Linked DNA regions of Mus musculus: region 2 is linked to region 1. The links are chromatin contacts, called in public HiChIP or PLAC-seq maps. All regions are on one chromosome and are shown on one strand. The core of a region is the stretch at or near the end of the contact, and the rest is flanking DNA. Distances in the headings are between cores, read along the strand shown. Region 1 has its middle 220 kb from the start of Gm33236. Region 2 overlaps Bcl11b (B cell leukemia/lymphoma 11B).

What was found. HiChIP or PLAC-seq counts read pairs in DNA pulled down with a chosen protein or histone mark.
Region 2: a contact with region 1 is called in an H3K27ac HiChIP or PLAC-seq map of SST interneurons, with 10 times the contacts expected there. The contact joins two enhancer-like sites. A contact is called at or near these places in 3 of 115 datasets of contacts at active chromatin or transcription factors (SST interneurons, astrocytes and embryonic basal ganglia).

What each region holds. Positions count from the first base shown.
Region 1 is chr12:107,428,367-107,431,941 of GRCm38.p6, forward strand. No RefSeq gene overlaps it. Among named protein-coding and RNA genes, the nearest start is that of Gm33236, 220 kb to the right of the region's middle. Within about 2 kb of position 1,530, at least 1 of the 459 cell types and tissues checked has an H3K27ac peak or open chromatin away from gene starts, as enhancers often do. A contact at or near this core is called in SST interneurons, where this site is marked.
Region 2 is chr12:107,919,450-107,922,944 of GRCm38.p6, forward strand. The region is part of intron 3 of Bcl11b (B cell leukemia/lymphoma 11B); the gene reads right to left. Among named protein-coding and RNA genes, the nearest start is that of Bcl11b, 82 kb to the right of the region's middle. Within about 2 kb of position 1,507, at least 45 of the 459 cell types and tissues checked have an H3K27ac peak or open chromatin away from gene starts, as enhancers often do. A contact at or near this core is called in SST interneurons, where this site is marked.

The sequences.
Region 1 (3,575 bases), core at 280-2,779:
TCCACTTCCCATCTCTTAACCATTAAGCATCTGTCACATGAAACAAGTTTGTGTGGCCTTTCAGGTTTTGTGGGGCTTACCTTGCTAGCTACAGTGCCGTCACGTCTCGTTCACATCTGCACATTTGGTTTCTCTCCTCTGGCAGTGCTGGGTTATATTCTTCAGTGTGGACACCACATTTTCATTTGCCATGTACCCATCCACAGACAGTTGGATGGTTTCTACATTGTGACTGTGGTCAACGGTGCTTCATTAAACATGGCAGAGCTGGGATTGCTTCAAGATTCCTCTTTTAGGTCTATCAGCTCATGACCTGCCTGGGCTATGAGAGCACACAGGTCACTCTTGCTTCATTGGTCAATAGGTGCGTACCTTGTGCAGATCTAACTCATCAGGTGTTGCCACAGGGGAACTGGAGTGTCCTTCCATGCTCTGTCTGGAATGTGGAGGAATTCAGTAGTACTGGGTGAACAATCGTGGCTTGGGAAGGGAAACACAGAGAATTGCAGCTATGCCCTGGGCCAGTCAGGCATCTGGGCTTCTAGCCATTCTCTTCCATTGCCCCAGTCTCCATCTACTGAAAGCTCACTCAACAGTCCTGTGTCTTAGTTAGGCTTTGTTTGTTTGTTTGTCTGTTTTGTTTTGTCAACTTGACTAAGCTAGAGTCGTCTGAGAAGCAGGAAACTTACCTGAGAATCTGCCTCCCTCAGGCTGGCCTGTAGGCAAACCTGCAGGGCATTCTCTTCATTGATAATTGATGTGGGCAAGCTCTGTCCGCTGTAGAGGATGTCATCCCTCGGCAGGTGGTCCTGGGCTATATAAGGAAACAAATTGATGAAGTCAGGAGCAAGCCAGGAAATAGCATTCACCCAGGGCCTCTACTTTAGTTCCTGCCTCAGGGTTCCGCCTTGAGTTTCTGCTCTGACCTCCCTGCATGATAGACCAAGAGCTGTAACGTGAACTAAACCCTCCAACCTCTGAGTTGTTTTCAGTCAGAGTGTCTACCACAGCAGTAGAAACCTAGCCAGTATACCCTGTTTTAACTCCAAAACAGCAATCCACGACTAGATGCCAGGGAAGTTCATGTGTGGTCCATGGGCTGAGCCTCCTGCATGCACAAAGAGATACAGTACTCCCCTGTGGTCTCCCAGATGTGTGGGAGCAAGGGTCAAGTCTGGGGCAGCTCTCACCTCTCCTCATAACCTGTCTGCACCCTTCCATGTTAACATACTGTGAACGGAGCAGTAGTGACAAAACCAATCCATCACCCCTAAGCCGACACAAAGAGGAATAGAGAGGTTAACCGGAATTGATGACACCCCCTCTGGATTTTACACTGATTCGGCCGGCCTTAGGATTGAAATAGACAAAGATTTATAGGTCCGAGTGAGGACGCGGGCTCCTCTTGATTGCCTTGATTTTTTTTATGTGCTCCTGCATATTTATTCACAAGCTCATCACCGGCTTGTAGTGTTAGAATGCTGATTTGATTGTACATTGCGAGAGGAGCCGGCATTATGCAGCCATTTGCATGATGCTAGCCGAATCACTAGAATGGTGTCTGATATCGTCGGCCGGGGTGATCACTTCTCACCTGCCTGCAGAAGCCGGATTGTGTCATATATATATTTTTTTGAAAGTCAGATTTCCTTTTGCCTTTCTGAGTGTAAAAATAAAAAAGGGGAATTATTCTGTATCCCGTGGATGAGAAATTGTATTTTGTCATGCCTCGGAGGGCTACAGCAGTACTGGGCTTTTATGAAATCGTTTGATATCGGGGCCCCGCGTTTTGAGTTCTGACACAAATTCTTCCCCCATGACATTATTACTGAAAGTTTTTATCAGTCCATTGTGACAGAAAATTGATTATTATCCTTGACATTTGATGGATAGCTTTCATAAAAGTGTCTTTTTTATTTTTTTCCTAGGTTTTCACAGTGGCCTCTAAAGTCCTTCCTGACCAAAGGAAGGGGAAAAAAAATCCAAAACTTTCTCAAGACACAAAAATGATTTTCCTCAGTTCAAATGGAAACCGTCCTCTGGAATCTGAAGTACAGACCACTGCCTCAAGATGAAGGAGAAGCAAGGGTCTGAACTTGCCATCGCTTCCACCTGCTCCTCCCAGCAAAACGTCAGGGGGCAGCTGTATGGCAGTTCTGATCTCTCAGGGAAAGCTGAGCTGCATCTATGTCCCAAATCCATGATTTATCATGAGAGTCGATTGCTGGGTGTAATGGAAAAACCAAAAGTACCTTTTAGACTCATTCTGCACTCTGAGCCTGCTTAGGGACCATGCTCTCTTTGACTCTGTGTGTGTGTGTGTGTGTGTGAGAGAGAGAGAGAGAGAGAGAGAGAGAGAGAGAGAGAGAGAGAGAGAGAGAGAGAGACAGAGAGACAGAGAGAGACAGAGACAGAGAGAGACAGAGACAGAGACAGAGACAGAGACAGAGACAGAGACAGAGAGCTACCATCAGTGGTCAACTGCTCTCACCTTTCTGGGGTACAGAGACTGTTATCATCTGTTGCCTAGTTCATGGCTAACTGTATCATATTGACACATTTCATCATGGCTAGCAGCGCTGTTAAAAAGTTTGAAGGATTGCTAGCTTCACATAGGTCCTCCAGTGTAGTGGACAGGGGCACATCCCAACCTCACGTTCCATGATCGTTGCTTCTCTGTTTCCTGTCCCTCCCACAAGTGTGGTTCCTATAGACATAACAGAATTCCCTCCTTTGGCAACCTGATTTTAACTGAATTATGTTCTCAAATAAAAATATTCATATGCAAAGATATATATGGAAAGAGTGATTCTGGGGCATGGAGAGACGGCTCAGTAGTTAAGACGGCCTGCTATTCTTGAAGAGTACCCTGGTTCAGTTCCAAGCACCAACATGGTGGTTCCCAACAGTCCTTCACTCCATTTTCTGGGGTTCTGATGCCCCCTTCAGACATCTTTGGGTGTCAGGCATACACACAGTGCACAGACACAGATACATAAAATACAATAAATAAATAAATCCTAAAACCAAAGGAATAAAAGCCAATCAGACCAGAGTGGATCACCAGCCCCAGCAGTGGTCCAATCCTATCAATGTTTCTGAACCCCTCTAGTCTTACTGGATGTCCAGGAGATATAATGGCTTCAACCCAAGATGTCCTTAACAGGATTATGTTTTGAATACAGCTGTGTCTCTACCTTTAAGGCTGTAGAGGCAGGGCCTGGCTATAAATAGCCTGGCCATATGCTCTGCTTCTTGGTCCACCAACATTTGGAGAACTTCCTCTCCAGACTTCTGCTGCCTTGGGGCTCCTCTGCCATGCCTCCAGTTGAAGTGTCTCTGAAGCCATGGGCTGAAGTGAGACTCTCCTTCTTACATTGTCCGGCATTTTGCCACAGTCATCACATACATGGCTAATAGAGGGGACTTTTGAGACACTATTCAAGCAAAGTCAAGTTTAGTTTGACAGGGGAAGTTAGGGCCAGCTCCCTTATCATGTTAGAAAAGCCAAGAACTGCACTGACATTGGGGAACAACAATTCTAATTTTGAGCACGTCCTCTAGCACAAAGATTT
Region 2 (3,495 bases), core at 257-2,756, 490 kb after region 1:
GCCCACAGACTAGGCTGGACCGGCTGGCCAGTGTGTCCTGGAGGTCCTCTCCCACATCCCGCATCCTAAGAATAGGAGTAAATGACACCATTCCTTGTTTCTTATGTGCATCCTAGGGTTGGAACTCGGGTTCTCGAACCTGCACAGCATTCCTTTACAGAAAGCCGTCTCTCCAGGCCTTACTCCATCCTTTAAACTGCCACCAGAGAGCTCAGGATACAGGGCTTGCCTAGCATATGAGGCCCTTGGTACAGTCCTCCACACCAGACCCTCCAGCAGAACTAAACAAAACGACAACAAACAGAAACAGTCTGGGAGAACAGAGGCTACTGCTCTCGCCAGCTGTCCCAGCCTGTCTGGGTGGGTCTGTGTTGGGCAACATGACCTCTAGCGAGAATCTTCTGTTCTAGCCTGGTTTCACAAGGTCTGGGTAGCCACGATGCTTGTGACTAGACTGTTAGGCTAACAGGAGCCGTGCCTCTCCAAAGCCCTGACTGCTCCATACTCAGCTTATTAGCTAATGCTGGCCAGAAGACAGGTTCAGACTCTTCCTCACATCGTGTGTGTGTGTGTGTGTGTGTGTGTGTGTGTGTGTGTGTGTGTGTGTATGTGTTTCTTAAGAAGGTAAATACAAGTCCCTTTCAGACACATTGGAGCTATCAACACAAATGAAGTACCATGTCCTAGGAGGTCACATATCAAATTAAAGGTGTTTCTGTACCCTTCTCTGGGCCCCAGCCATTCTAAGTAATGGATTTACAGAGGATGGTTGCTGAGATCTGGGGTGTTCTTAAGTTGGGGCCCATCTCTTCTCAGCATCTCCATTTCCTTGAGTTGCTCTGAAGTACTTCCTGTCTCTTTATCTGGTGGCCACATGTTTTTCTAGACTGTTCTATCCAACAAATACCGAAGTCCAAAGCAGACTATGTAACTAGGTAGCCATAACCGATTCCATGTTTTAGAAAAGCAGAGAGAAGGGCACACATATTCTGACCTGCATGCTCTAGAACCCAGATGTCACCTCCATAGTTAAACTGTGAGGAGAAAGGGGGCTGACTACTTGTCCGGTCAGATTTCAGGGCCACTTGTCACCCTGGGGTGAGAGCTATCTTCATCAGAGCCCCTAAGTGTCCCTCTACAGAACTCTAGGCTTCACTCACTATAGGCAGCAGCCTCCCCCAGTACCTGACAGAAAGAAAAAATAAATCCCCCAGCCCTTGAAGGCCCTCCCTTGACAACTCTCTTTCCAGCCACCCCCTTCTTTTTTAAAATAAAATGTTCGTTTACATGTGACGACCTCATGGCTCTCTCTCGCCTACAAATAGCCCTGAGTATGGGGCTGCTCACTTTTAAGAACTAAACAACGTCAGAGAGTCTCTGGCGAGCCACTTGGAACGTCTTTCTATTCAGGAACTGAATAAGTATTTTATAGACACAGCACAGGCACAGATGGCTTGCTTTTAGACAAGAAGAGCCTTAGACAGCAGGTTGCGTCAGACTCAGGGCTTGCTTAGCTCATCCCAAACCCGTCCTTGCTGCATCGAACTCAGAGAGATACCTGCACGCAGGTGGCCCAGTGCGTGCCCTGCAGTGGGCGGTGGCTGCTTTGCTAATGGCTGGGACAGGGTCCACTAGCCTTACACTGCTGTAGCGGCTGCAGCTAATGATGCTAACTGCTGGGTCCAAATGACTTCAGAAGCACCAATCCTGGCCTACAGACCTAGAAATGTCAGTTGCGTTTGTCTCACTAAATCACACGGGGCAGCTCAGAACCCAGAGAGGGCCCTGCGGTGTCTTTTCTTGCTTCCTCCCTCCTTACTTTCATAGATCTTTAGAACACACACTGAGCCTTCTTTGTTCTTTCAGTATGTTGTCTGAGGAGTTTCAAACGCAGACTCCTACCCCAGATCTCTTCTGACAAGACTCCCCACCCCCCATAGGAGCATCACTGAACACTTGGAACTTGATCTCTAAAGGGTGTAGCCAAACATGAGATGTCACCTCTCTGAGCCTTGCTTCCTACTTGGCCTGGGGACTGTGAGGTCCTCCCTCTATCCACCGCTCACTGCTGTATAAATGTGGCAGTAGGTGTTATATACTGCGGGTTTGTTACCCATCCTTGTATGTGGCTCTGAGTGTTTCAGGGATGCCTTTTGGTTTAAGGCCTGGAAGAAGAGTAATGTAGCTTGACTCAAAAGCAGCAAATGTTAAAGGACACCTCTGATCAAGCAGGGGAACTGGTCTGGGCCGCCCGGGCTCCTCAGTAAACCACAAAGCACTGCACGGCTCACTCAGCATTATCGCTACCTCAGCTCATGTCACCCTTGTTCACTAACACCTCTGAGGGAAGCCAAGTGAGGATCATGATCACATGATCATGCTAGACCACGGGGACAGCAGTTTAGAGAATCACCGTGCCATCACCACCTTCCCAGGCCTCCCTGCGTGTGTCACATTGTCAATGGTTCCATGTTGACAGTGCCCTCTCATGGAAGGCCACTGATTGTCCCTGGACAGTCTCCCATTATGTCTACCCTGTGGCAGGCATTCACTCTAGGGTGGAATACGGGAGTCATTTTACAGAGCCAAAAAGCATATTGGTGACATATGCTGCTTGGGAGACCTAGTGAAGGGACCACATGGCAGTGAGGTGGCTGAACCTGGGACAGTAATTGGTACCCCTGGGTGTCTCACAGTGATCCTCCTCACCCCGAACCCAAACAGAAGGCTGGTCTTGTCTTGCTTCATCACTTAAACCCCACCCCAACCCCTGAGACGCACACCCCCTATAACTGCTAAGAGTGCTCTCTCCACAGTTTCATGATGACAACCAGTACAACCATTATTCAGGTGACAAGTACATCTCATGTTCACTTAAAAACTGTCCCCCTCCCCATGGGGCTGGAGAGGTGGCTCAGCGGTGAAGAGCATTGATTGCTCTTTCATAGGACGCTGGTTCCGTTCCCAGCATCCGCGCAGCAGGTCACAGCTATCTGTCTGTAAGTTCAGATCTAGCAGATCTGATGCTTTCTTCTGGGTTCTGTAGGCGTGGTATGCACATGCCACACAAACACACAAGCAGGCAAAACACCCATACACACAGAATAAAATACAAATGAATCTAAAAATTAAATTAAATTAAACTGCCCCCCCTCCGGCTGGAGGTGTATTTCAGCGTCCCAGTGATAGAGTACTTGCCAATCCCCATATCTTCCAGCACTCAAAAAATAAAATAAAATAAAATAAAAACAAAAACAAAAACAAAAACTAAAAACATCTTTCACAATGTCACAGAGAAAATGTCAACCGGGGCTCCTTGAGCACTTATAGCCATCTACAAATCCATAAGCATCCTGCTGGTACCCAAGTCATCACTCGGACCTCAGCTCTGGGAGGCAGAAAGTAGAGCAGAGGTAGCGACAGACGGTAAGAAATCTCTACCATGGGCAGCAATGAGCTAAGGACACTACAGGCTTCGTGCATCGCGCCCACAGC